3 separate regions of the Zea mays genome follow, and regions 1 and 2 are each linked to region 3. A link is a contact called in public Hi-C data. All regions are on one chromosome and are shown on one strand. Each heading gives the region's core, a stretch centred on a gene start, on an enhancer-like site or on the middle of the called end of the contact. The rest is flanking DNA. Distances are from core to core; before and after follow the strand shown.

Region 1 (3,980 bases), core at 311-2,810, 150 kb before region 3:
CGTTCCAGGGGGTGAGGTCCACGCGGACGCCGTAGCAGAACTTGGCGGCCGCCTCGAACGTGCCCGGCCCGCCCGGGAAGTCGGGGAACGCAATGCAGTACGGCTGCCCGTCGCCCTCCCCCTCCGTCCTAACCTGCTGCTGCTCAGGCTCGGCTTCTTCCTCCTCGATCTCTGTTTCCGCAGCACCGTCATCGTCTCCGTCACTGCTCCTCACCTGTCTCCTCCGCTGCCGCCGTCCCCGCGTCGGACGCTGGTCCTCCTGCTCGCTGAGCATGCGGTGGATCTTGAGGCTCTTGGACATGAGCGGGAACTGCGCGGGAAACGCCTCAGCGGAATTTCATCGAGCAAGACGCAGCCCCCGACGACTAGAGCAGCCCAAGAACTCACCTTGTGGAGGTGGAAGGTCATGTCGTGCACCTCGAAGACGACGTCGCTGGGCAGGCCCGTGGTGCAGAACCTGGCGCGAGATACGGAACGCATCGTCAACACGACGGACACGCGAGGGGAAAGCAACGGAATCCTGCATGGAATCGAAACACCGGCCGCAATTCAAATAGTACAGCCAGCGGCGCTCACTACTTAACTCACCATGCCTGGCCCCTCGACGAGCCGTGCCGGACCGACGACGACATGGCCGCTGCCCTGGCCGCTACGCTGAGTCAAGCCACGACTACGATCCGGAAGGAGGAGAGGAAGGATGGCATCTACAACATCAACTTCCCTCGCTCGCTCCGTCGCTCGTAGCCGTATGGATGTATGATTGGGTTGGGGCGGGCCGGTAGGTGTGGCAATTCAGGGCGCCTACCTGGCCAATTAAATTGGCATCAGAATCCCACTTCCCAGGCCAGTGTCAGCAGAAGAGGAAGTTATTGCTGTGGGGATAAACAAGGAAGGACAGGACAGCCGATGTATGGAAAGCTACGTCTCGTTGCTGCTGCTCGTGGTTTGGTTAAAAATCTTTCGGTCATCAACCGGCTGCCGGCTTGCCGCCGCTCATCTACTGCCGTTTTTCTTCTTCTTCTTCGTCTTTCGTGCGTGTTCTCTTGGCTGTGGCTGGGGACCGGCGCGGGCGCGGCGGTGGAGGGGTGGGCGATGAGGTGCGTGCGTGTGACCTAACCACTCCACGTCAAGCAAGCATGAGAGGGAACGCTTGGAAACTTGTTGGGCGGGCGGGTAGACCTCACCTACGCCTGCCTGCCTGCTTGCGTCGGTCTACGGCTATGGATTTGGACAGCCGGGAAAAGGGAATGAAATTATAGCAGCAAAAGGCGGTCTCTTTCTTGCGTCGACAGTCGACACCCAACAGCAAAACCTTTGTGAAAAAGATATGTGGATTGGATGCCCTCGGAAACAATTTCAGGCGGCGAACCGCGTAGTACGGCGCAGCCGAGAAATGAACAATCGATCTGCACTACTGCGCTCCATGTTTTGGTTTCAGTTCCCTACTAGTATACTTTTTTTTGTGTGTGTGTGTATGAATGTTGTTGGGTTGCCACTGCCGCCTGTCGAGTACTCTTAACTGTAAAGCAAACTGGTACTAATAATAATACAGTAATGTTTCGAGCAGTACGCGCTACGCCATGTACGTAGATTTGTTTTTTTTAACCAGAATTCTTGCTCCTTTTTTTTCCCTTTATTCTTTGGCGCTGCTTTTAGGTGTGCGCTTTGCCGCTGGCCATTTCGTTTTCGCACCGTTCCCTTTTCTCTCTCCCCTTTCCCGCGGTCGTTTTCCTTTTCCAGGCAGCCCGACGCGGCCGGCCACGAGCGACACGGGTGCGCCAGGATAAACAGAGCTAACGATTAAACGAACGACGACCACCAACTCACACTTACTGACAAATGACAATTCATATACTTGCACCCTGGTGCAGAGTGAAACCATTCCCTTTTCCCGCCGGCTAAATACTAACTGAGTAGCTGTGCAAGTGAATTTTCGCATCAGTTCATATAAATTTACTAAAAAAATTCGAATACATGTCCAAGTCGTACAGATCATGGCCCAGGAGAAGCCAGCCAGAGCTGGTTTGGTAAAAGGGAATGTGATCATATATATGAAAATATACATATAAATCTGTGAACAGTTTTGACAACTATAATGAAAATAAAAATTACTGAGCATATAAACTGGAATAAACATATGTGGAATCAAGTGTCATAAACTGGCGTAAGATTATTGAGCTGACATTACTGATCCGAATCAAGTGTCATAAATCAGCTTGCAAACTGACATAAATGTATGTGGAATTTATCATAAGCAATTAACAGATATGGATACATGTACATCTACTTAGCATACATGTATGTGCAAATATGCATAACACTGCTTTGTGTAATGCATAAACTAGTCAGACTGTGAAGCATGACTGTATGAAATCTGTGAACAGTTTCGACAACTATAATGAAAATAGAAATTACTGAGCTGACATGTTCAGATGGAGTCTGATCAAAGCATGGACGACTGTCGGGGAGATCTGTTTCTGCCGCTTGTTGGACGCCGCCAGTAGACTAACAATTATGGTATAAATGGATTAGAAGTTTAGTAAACTACTAATAATAATATAGAAAAAACAACGAGGCGGTGTACTCATACCTTTATTTGCGGCGTCGCATCAAATATCGGTCGGAAGATTCCGTATGTGGTGTTGCTTTAGGAGTGACGTTTGTGTTGGTCGGCATGTTCTGGCCACCGTCACCATGTTTACCCTGAAAAAATTGTAATGGTTATATGCTATTTAAAGAAAACGATGAATACAACCCTTCAATGAAAAATACAAGTAATAAGAAAAACATTATCACTGGGGTTGTAGGTGTTTTGTTCTGTTTCGTTATATTTGTATGAACCAGTGGATCAATATCAGCTTCACCGGGGCAACTTTCTAATAGTACACGAATATGTTGTTGCCTTAACAGTAATTCATGTACCTGTGTGTCTGTAAACTGCGTATCCTGCTGGGATGCTGGCGTAGACATATCAGGTACAATTGGGGGGGGGGGGGCGGACACGTACATCCTTTTTATGTATCATGTAAACAAAAAAACATTGTTTAAAATAATGGCATCAAAACGATATCGACAAATGATTGCATAACTTTTTTATATTGACGTAAAGACCATAAAACTGACTAACCTGCCGTATGGGGAAGAATATCATCTGATTTTGTAGTTGTTTTCTGCACATCATAACCATCTTCATTGTCCCTCGACTCAGCGCGGAGGACCTCATCAATTAACTCGCCAAAAACGTAAGTTAGATTGTATTGTTTCTCAACAATCTGCTGAAGAGTCTGTTTAATAACTAAACACGCCTTACCAACCTTCGTATCAAAATGTGACAACTTCTCTATGAAACACAGGCGGTGGCGGGATGGAAGCTGATTCAGCTTGCTTGATATCAAATCCCTGATGAGCGGGAGTTCGATGTGAATTGTGTGTTGTCCAGGTGGGTCAGGACGAGGTACATCAAAAGTGTTTGTCCTGGTCTTATGCTGTTGTAAATTGAAAAATATTAAGTAAATATATAGCGTATCACTGAATATTATGTTGAAATTCTATGACAAAAAGTATATAAATAGAATCTTGCCTTAAATTGTGCTTCAACAGGTGGTACAGCTGTGTAGCAGGTCTCTGTGGTGCTTCAGAACTAAAAAAAGGCGTGAAAGATGGAGTAAAACTTATACACACATATTAAATTGATAAATGTGATTCATATGTTTAATGTACAATGCACAAAAAGCATCATAAATATGCTTACAAACTGGCATAAAGGTATGTGAAAGTTATCATATGCATATAAAAAATGATAGACACATAAAAAAATACCGAACAATGTCCAAATGGTTCTTCTCCTTTGCGTATCTTGCCCTTGTCAGCTCTTGTCAGTGCTTGAATAATATTCCTATCAAAATATTTGATGCGTGGTGTTCCACGTTTATTCTGAGGTGCCGCTGAGTCATGAAGATGATCCAAATAATACAGCTACA
Region 2 (4,412 bases), core at 1,526-4,025, 210 kb before region 3:
CAACAGCCCAAGCGGAGCGGGCGCGAGACTCCTCTGGCGCAAGTTCTGGCGGGCAGCGCTACCACCGTCTGTCCGCAAGATTGCAGCACACATGTGTGCAAGAACAGCGCCATTGCAGATGAGGACCGACAGATACATAACAAAACTGAGTAAGCATAAATCGCATACCATTTTTAATCTTTGTTGTCTCCAACGCAAGTGAGGAAGCAATGCAATCATGCATGATTTAGGCCATGCTCTCACTTCTGACTTATCCAGTGCGGTTGGCCATTGTTGATGTGACGCAAGTACATCGGTCATCCATCATCGTGATTAAGGCTAGAAAATTGCCTCTGCAGCATCATGTCGCTGAGAACTGCTCTAGCGACAGCGTAGTCCGTTCTCTTCTGCCGATTAACTCAGTGGAGAATCGCGTGCTGATAACGTGTTATAACTCGGTGGTAACGAGACACGAAAATGTAGAGAGAAAGTGACAGTTATCCTTTATTATTGCAGGGAGTCCTGATTATATACATGTGAAGGGGTGTATCCCAAGGGATATGTCCCTTAGGGAGAATCTGTCGTACCCTTTGGATTGGTCACATATACAATATACAATATTTTGTAACAGCTTTGACAAGACACTCCAAAGATAGATGAGGACGAAAATTATGTTTTATTTTTTTTATTTACTGATTTGTCGTTATACACACAAATGTGAAGGTATGTTTCTATAGATGTACATATTTAGAGAGCAGTTGCTCATTGATAAAGTGGTCTATAACACTTCTTGATCAACGACGTCATCCATCACTTAGATCAGTATACTAAGTATCAGATATTTTGGACTCTAGATATAATCTTTTCGTATATTAAGTATATTTGTATTTTAGACACTAAAAACTCGAATAATCTAATGTATTCAAAATTAGACTTTTAAATATCAATTAAACTTTATCATTGTATATCACTAGTAATGTAAGATTAACACAGTCGTTTATTTATGATATGAATATTTTTTACATTTTAAATGGTGTATAACAGTTTTTAGTACATTATTTAAAGTTTAAAATTACTTGTAATTAGTAATAAAATAAGTTTAAATTGATTTTATCGAATACTTTTTACTTTTGGATACAAATAGTATCGGATTTTTCACGGTTTTGTCGAATGTTATTGAATACAAATCTTAAACTGGATAGAGAAAAACGAATTCGGATATGTCAATTTAACATACATATTAAAATCGAATACGAAAACGAATATCCATATTAGCCATTTTATCTGAATACGAATAATTCTGATCTCTAGACATTCAAATTCATTCCTAATCGCATCCTGTCCCAAATCCCACGATCCCACCCCAGCGATGGCCTGGGCCGGCGGCCCGAGCTGCCGGCCGGCAGTGGCCAGTGGCCAACAAACGACGAGGGTGTCCAGCCAGCCAGGCAGGCAGGCCCCCATCCTTGTCCTCGTACCCAATTGTGCACGTTGCTTCCCCAAGCCGGCCACCCCAAACCAAGCCATACTATACAGGTATACAGCTCTACGTACGCCTTCTACATACAGCCGACCGGAAGAGGAAATACGAAATATTGCAGCACAAGACAAACGCAAATTTTTTTGCATAGCAAAATCTGCTCCTCAGGCTGGCAAATCCGAGTCGTTGACTCGTTTGCCGTTCATTGGCTCGCCACATCGGCTGATTGGCATACACGAATCCCAGGCCCAGCGGCTTACAGCTCAGCTCATCACAATGCGGGCCCCGGGAGTCAGAGTCAGACACACACCCGGGTCCTGGCCTCCTGGGCGTCCGGATCGCGGTGCATGCTCGCGTGCGTAATCTACACGCACAGCCTGTCGCGTACTAGTATTCTACGTACACACCAGATGCAAGATGGACTGCATTTCTTTTCCTACACGGCTACTACACCTACACTACACTAGCATTAGTCAAAGCGTCCAGTAGATCAGTTTTTACGCGTAGCTACAGATGGATGTGTTTTTTTTTTTCATTTTCATGTCGCCGCGGGCTGCCGACGCGACTGCTGTTAATTAGGTTCCCCCGTTCTCCTAGCTGGCTGCCACGGACGGTTGGTTACTCGGCAATGGCGCCGAGGTCCGGCGCGAAGTCCCGGCCGCGGCTGCCGCCCCTCCTCGACCTCCGGCACGCCTTGCCGCACCGCGCCCCGGCGCCGGCGGCCGCGGCCGCGGCGGCCTCCGGGAACACGAGCGGACCGTCGTGGTCGCCGGCCAGCGCGGCGCTGGCGCGGATGGCGAGCGCGGCCATCTCCTCGGCCTGCAGCGGGCGGCGCCGCATCGCGGCGGGGAGCACGAAGTATAGCTGCCCGGGCTGCAGCGCCTCCTCCGGCCGCACGGGCGCCACGGCGCCGCCGAGCTCCAGCCCGTCCGCGCTGCACAGGAACCACGAGGCCGTCGGGGCCGCCCCGCCGGCGGCCGCCTTCACGGCCTGCGACGCCCGCGTGCCGCCCGGGAACCGCCGCAGCGCGCCGTCCGCGAGCACCACCCTCGCCTCCGCCGTCGCCGGCCCCGGCGCCGCCGCCACCGCCGTGGCCTCGCACGAGTTGCAGGCTCCCATTATTGTACTGCAGAACGAATCTGATAATGTGTGTCTAGACAGTCTAGCGTGTTGCGTCTGCACGTTCACGGACCCAACGAATCTTGCTAGTTGCTACAGCCGGGTAGCTCGAGCGGCGACTAGTGCAGTGCAGAGCAGGAGCGAGGCAGCCGGCGAGCTGCTGGCTGGTGGACTTGACTGGTGGAGAAGTTGAGATGAGTAAGCGAGGCGGCGTGTCCGGGGCTCGCGTGTATATATAGCCGAGGTGGACGCGTCGGCTAGTGCGGCGAAGGGGAGGGACGGAGGAGAGAGGATGCCAACCTGGATGTTGTTGAGGACAGCTTGCATGCGGGGCTCTGCAGTACGCGCGCGTAAATGCGTGTGCGCGCGCCCGTCACTGTGCCGTGCGAGCGAGCAGGCCCATACGCGCAGGCGCATCGATTTGGCTAGCCACCGTGTCGCGTCCCGTTACCTGGCGCTGGTTCTCTGCATGCATGGCATCGTGGGACCAACCGGCCAGGGACGGTGTAGTGTACCTCTCCTCTCGTCACTTGCGCAGTCCGGCCGCTGATGGTGATGGGCCAGTGGGCAGTGTCTTTTGCTGCGCAGGTGGCTGGCACACGGACACGGACTGGTGTCCTAATCACCTCCTCCAGCCCTCCAGGCCTTGTTATACGCAAGTCTGCTGCTACACATTGTACAGCAGAACGAGGCGTGTCGTGACGCAATTGGTCCAGAAACACAATTACTTTCTCTCTCTCTTCTTTTTTTGTCTAGTCTATAGAAAAACCCTAACGGGTGGTTGGTTTAACTAGATGTGTTTGGTTTGAGGTGAATATGGTATGAGGCGGGGACGATACCGTTCCCTCGATTTTTTGGATCACGCCGCCATAAAAAATTATCCCAATGTTTACCTCGCCCCCATGTAATTAACTCTCATCCAAACACTATAAAAACTGTGGCCGTCTCGTTTCATCCATTCTTGTATATCCAATCAAACATATCATAAATTAGTCATCCTCTTCTCAGTTATCACTTAGATGTCTATAAGTTAATTAAATAAATATTTTGTCGCAAGTCGCAACATAGTTACTGAACGAGGTGATTTTACAAACCAAACACCACATAAATCAATACGTAGCTGATGAACAGGTTAACGGAGAAGGAAATCAGGCAGATCCATCACATTCATGTGCTAGCCTGATGAACAGACATGTGCACGGCGATCGATCTTCTCTTGGAGACGGCACTTTGCTTGTTAATCTATAATTATTGCCTGCCGGAGCTTTCCGACGAGGAAGGCCGCGAGCGCGTAGGGTCACGAATCGCCCGTAGGAACCGCCAAAACACGGCAGCTTCGCGCCGTTTTCTCCGTAGCGACTTACATGCGGGGTCTTTCTGGATACGCTGCGATGCGATAGCAAAGGAGATCACGCCTCACGCGAGCCGCGAAACGCAGCGTGGCTAAAAAAAATAAATAAAAATTATCGCGTGTCGGCTCGCCGCCGCTGGATTGGCACGGGCATTCAGACATGCATGCTCATACGTACGTACGGCCTCCATGCAAGAGCCACGACACGCATCATATGTCCGCAGCCTATTTTACTAAATTATTGTTTCTGTAAACGCGTGCCATACAAACACACACTGGACTATAATGCTTGATTTTGACTATATATAGGAGGAAGTGCCTCTAGTCTTCTACACGGGCAAAACGGCAGGCCGGATCTTCGCTTTGCAAAGCATGCATTTGCGGTCGATCGGCGTCCGGTTTTCCAGTTCGTCGGCATTGGATTGGATCCCTCCGACAGCCTCATGGGCTCTCGCGCCATTGTCAGAGCTCCACAGTGCCGTA
Region 3 (4,324 bases), core at 861-3,360:
AAACGCCGCCACGATGGAGTTAACGTTGTCGTCGTGCGCCACCACCGACTCGAGGCACTTGGAGTCGCTGATGCGCCACACCTTGAAGGTGCGGTCCCACGAGCCGGAGTAGAGGAACCCCTGCGCCGGGTCCGTCGGGCTCAGGCACGACACGGCGTCGCTGTGCCGGATCCACAGCGCCGATCTGTTCTTGCGCACCTCGACGTAGTTGGACGGGTTCAACGAGCCGCGCAGGAAGTCGCGCAGCCGCGGCAGGCTGCCCACGCGCTTGTGCATGCCGTTCTTGGGCGACACCTTCCACACTCTGATCTTGCCGTCCTGGTGGCCCGTGAAGATGCGCTCGCTGGAGATGACGATCGCCTTCACGAGGCCGCTCGAGGACTTGAACCCGCCTGAGTCCTTCTGCTTGCGCCAGACGCGGATGTTCTTGCTGTCCGAGCCGGTGTAGAGCGTGTCGCCCTTGGCGGCGAGCGAGTAGATATGGCCCTCCTCCCTCACCAGCGAGCTGATGAGACTCGTCCCCGGCGCCATTGTGGGCGGCCCCCCGAGCCCGGCGGCGGACGCCTCGTTGTGGTGCGACCAGGGGGACGCCATGGTCTGGTTCCAGGGGGACATGTTGTACGGCGAACACTCGCCGCTGAAGCTAGACGGGTAGTCCGAGTAGTACCCGGGGCTCGCGCCGCCGGTGGCAGAGGAGCTGCTATTCCGGCTCGAGGACTCATCGTCCGTCCCACCCGAGAACTGGAGGTTCGGGTCGGACTGTGGAGTCGGAAGCGGGAGATTGGAGGGGTGCGAGCGGGCGACGCCACCGCCGGTGCCCTCGCCGTCGCTGTCTTTCATCTGTTTCTTTCCGGAGGCCGTGGTGGAGCTCCGGTACAGTGGACGCGAGAACTGCGAGAGGAGGGGAAGCGCGGGCCTGTGTATCTGCGGATCGTAGGAGGTAGAGCGGGAGGCGAAGAGAAACTGGCGGGAAGGGAAGGGACAAGTCGTTAGGAGCGTTAAAGAGGTTGACAGGGAAGAAATGGTGGGACCACCTCCCGCGAATTGCTCCCTCTCATCAGTTTAGGAGGCTAATTTGAGCTCGGGAAGACTATCTTTAGACATGGAGCACAGGAACTGTACCCACTTCGTAAGAGTATATATACACATTTGAAGCGTGAACTCGAGTGTTTCACATAAACTTAAAAATAAATTAGCAATAATGTGTAAGGTGATTTGCGTGAAATGAATAGTCAACGCGATTATCCTCTTGTTTTGCCCCCTTTTTGCCTCTATTCTGATTTATGTGAAAATTAGCACTTTAGTTTTTAGAAACATATTTAAGGTCTGTTTAGATCCTATGAACTAAAATAAAGTGACTAAACTTTAGTCACTTTAGAAGCTAAAAATCTAAACAAGAGCTAAAAGTGAGTAAAATGGTAAAAATGTATTCTTTTAATCACTTTTAGTTTTTTTTCTGTTTGGATCTTTAGCTTACAAAGTAACTAAAGGGATGTTTGAATGCACTAAAACTAATAGTTAGTGACTAAAATTAGTTGAGACATCCAAACAACCTAACTAATATTTCAGCTTATTAGCTATTTTTGGTAAATTAGTTAATAGTTATATAGCTATTTGTTAGCTAACTAATTCCACTAACAATTTTTAGCCAACTAACTATTAGTTATAGTGCATTCAAACACCCTCTAAACTTTAATCATCTCGCTTTTGTTCATGGGATCCAAACATACCCTTAGATAGCTATGGAAAAAATTAATAGGGCAATTTTTGCTCCATCTTTGTATTTTGTATTTAAACTATGAATGAAATTTACCTTCCCAAAAAACACACATGAGCCAAGTACATAGGTAGGGAAATTGTGTGTTAGGGCATATACAACTCAGCGACTCTAGGTCGGTTTTCCAAGTGCAATACAATTTTATACCTTTGGATCATAAACACAAATAAGAGACAATATGTATAGAGAATCATATAGACACGTACTTCTAACGAAGAGCTTGTCTCGTATTTTTTTAATTAATCTCTTAGAGACCTTTTAAATGAGGTTGTACATATAGTTATACTGTCTTCATTAGTTTATCCACATAGTCATCTAAAACACTATTTTGCACCGTAGACTATAACTTTCACATAGTATAGTTTGATTATAGAGATGAGTAGATAGCCTTGCGGGCAGGGTGACGTGTGCTTGTGAGTGGGGATGGGGGTGGAGTGTGTGTCAGGATGTACGTTTTTTTTTTTTTTGAACGCAAAGGATGTACACATATGGAAATGCAATTGTCCGGTCAATATAGCATCTCGCGGTATGTGTCTACAATATGATTGACGAAAGTTCCACATGCTGTAAATTGCCAACATCTCTTTAACATAAGATGCCATTACACCATGGTTAAACTCCCAATAATCATCGTGGCATCTTGCTTCGAATGCTTACTGCAAGAAGAGTGACCTCATTCTCTTCTGCAAATGGATAAGAGGGAAGCGCTCAGCCAAGTAAGAAAACGGCAGTTCCAGCTCCGGTACCCCCTTTCACAACTGAGCTACTGTATATTAGAATGCATAATGACTAAACCGTGCAAAGATAGAGCATACCTTGTCATCCAGATATTAGTTCTTGTATTTCATGGTCTCTTTCTCAAATCCAATTGTTGGGAATTGTTTTGCAAATTCCTCTACATCATGGCGAAGCTTTGCAATCTCAACTTGGATGCTATCAGATTGCAAAGTGGCAACAAAGTCCTTCAGCTTTGTTCCACCTAAATTGCAAGAATTAAAAACAAAACATAAATCAGATCATCCAACTAGTGATAAGGACACCTCAACGAATGCAAATGCATCTAAAACAGTCACTGTGGTTTGTTTTCTTAGGGAGAAAAAACCAAGACTTTGAGTGACCTGTCGTTGCAGCCTTAATCTTCAAGGCCAGATTCACTGCTGCATCGAAGAAGTCAGCAACTTTAGCGAAATCTTCTTCAACAAATCCTCTCGACGTAAGGGCTGGGGTTCCTGCATGACGGGAGAGCTAATATTAAGAATTTGCAAAATTAAGAATAAAGTATACAAACATTCTATGACAAAATATCGTACCCATCCTGATGCCTCCTGGCACCATAGCTGAAACATCACCAGGAACTGTGTTCTTGTTTGCTGCAATATGCACACTTTCTAAAACCTTCTCCACCCTTGAACCATCTATCCCCTATATACATAAATTTTTTTTAAAAATACAATATTGTTCAGACATGGCATTAGAACTGGAAACAAGTAGGTTTTGTCTATTTAGCACATTTAGATAATACGTACAAAAAAGTAGCTAGTATGTATAAAGCAATAGCTAATATCTATAAAAAAATGACAAAACGTGAAACACACTTTTATCCTACCTTATTCTTGAGATTCACCAGAACTAAATGGTTGTCAGTCCCACCAGAGACGAGTTCATATCCTTTTGAAATCAGGCTCTGATAACAATATACCCATCAAGTAAGTGATTCAAACTGTATAGCATCACAATTAATATTGCTTCAAGACAACACATTTGTGTTTCTTCCAGCTGAAGTTAATAAAAATGCAAGGTAACATCATTGCAAATAACGTTATCTAATGTAGCTTGTTAAAGTATAAGAGAATTGCATGCTTTCTCCATTAGAACTAGTCGGTGCATGCAACTCAATATAGTACTAGAGCCAGGTCTTAAGCTCGAATCCTATATAGCTTCATTAAATAAAATAATTGTTGTTCGCTCTTATTCTATGTCTGAGGCCAGGGGGTGGGGCGGTGAGGGTGGACAGTGTTGAATTATCAGAATTGCCCACTATTTCCATCAGCAAGATTTTGGGTTGAACTACTCTATGCATGAAACTAAATAGAGCTAACTCAACCAAATGCTTTCAAATCAGGGAAAAATATTGATCATCTACTACGGTTCCCTAAAAACTGCTACTAGTATAAACAGTGAAGATGCTACGCATCCTAGTGGTGAGCAAGTATCTTAAACCTAATCCTCCAAGAGTTGAAGATAAGTTTTTTGTACTAAATGTGAACACAAATACCTGCGCAAATTTAGCACAATTACTGATAACTTGCTCTTGGTAAGCTCTGTATTCTGGAGTAGTTGCCTGAAATATAAAATAAAAGCTGAGAGACTCATAAAAAGGCAAACAATATGAATAAAGGATAATATTAAACAACATGAATAAGTGGAGCAGACCTGTTTGAGCGCAACAGCCAAGCCAGTAATGGTATGGTTATGAGGCCCACCTTGCAGACCAGGAAAGACAGCAGCATTGATTTTGTCCTCAAAATCATACATAACCTATAGAAT

What was found. Hi-C and Micro-C count contacts between places; a contact is called where the count stands out from the background.
Region 1: a Hi-C map of leaf shows a contact between it and region 3, with 5 times the contacts expected there. The contact joins the promoter of LOC103643978 here to the promoter of LOC118476175 in region 3. A contact is called at or near these places in 13 of 25 Hi-C or Micro-C datasets (bundle sheath, ear, endosperm and 5 more) and 2 of 3 datasets of contacts at active chromatin or transcription factors (leaf and seedling).
Region 2: a contact with region 3 is called in a Hi-C map of tassel, with 3 times the contacts expected there. The contact joins the promoter of LOC103643979 here to the promoter of LOC118476175 in region 3. A contact is called at or near these places in 4 of 25 Hi-C or Micro-C datasets (ear, endosperm, leaf and 1 more).

Annotation. Positions count from the first base shown.
Region 1 is chr1:281,041,875-281,045,854 of Zm-B73-REFERENCE-NAM-5.0, reverse strand. LOC103643978 (BTB/POZ domain-containing protein At5g66560) reads right to left here and starts at 1,560. Exons shown (of 4, transcript XM_008667153.4): 1 at 589-1,560; 2 at 388-457; 3 at 1-310. The coding sequence starts at 632.
Region 2 is chr1:281,103,408-281,107,819 of Zm-B73-REFERENCE-NAM-5.0, reverse strand. LOC103643979 reads right to left here and starts at 2,775. Exons shown (of 1, transcript NM_001176047.2): 1 at 1-2,775. The coding sequence starts at 2,578. The coding sequence ends at 2,078. LOC118476176 reads left to right here. Exons shown (of 2, transcript XM_035964380.1): 1 at 1-149; 2 at 496-777. The coding sequence ends at 505.
Region 3 is chr1:280,895,750-280,900,073 of Zm-B73-REFERENCE-NAM-5.0, reverse strand. LOC118476175 (protein JINGUBANG-like) reads right to left here and starts at 2,110. Exons shown (of 1, transcript XM_035964379.1): 1 at 1-2,110. The coding sequence starts at 840. LOC118476174 (serine hydroxymethyltransferase, mitochondrial) reads right to left here. Exons shown (of 16, transcript XM_035964378.1): 10 at 4,211-4,315; 11 at 4,053-4,118; 12 at 3,384-3,461; 13 at 3,088-3,199; 14 at 2,896-3,006; 15 at 2,593-2,756; 16 at 2,259-2,460. The coding sequence ends at 2,608.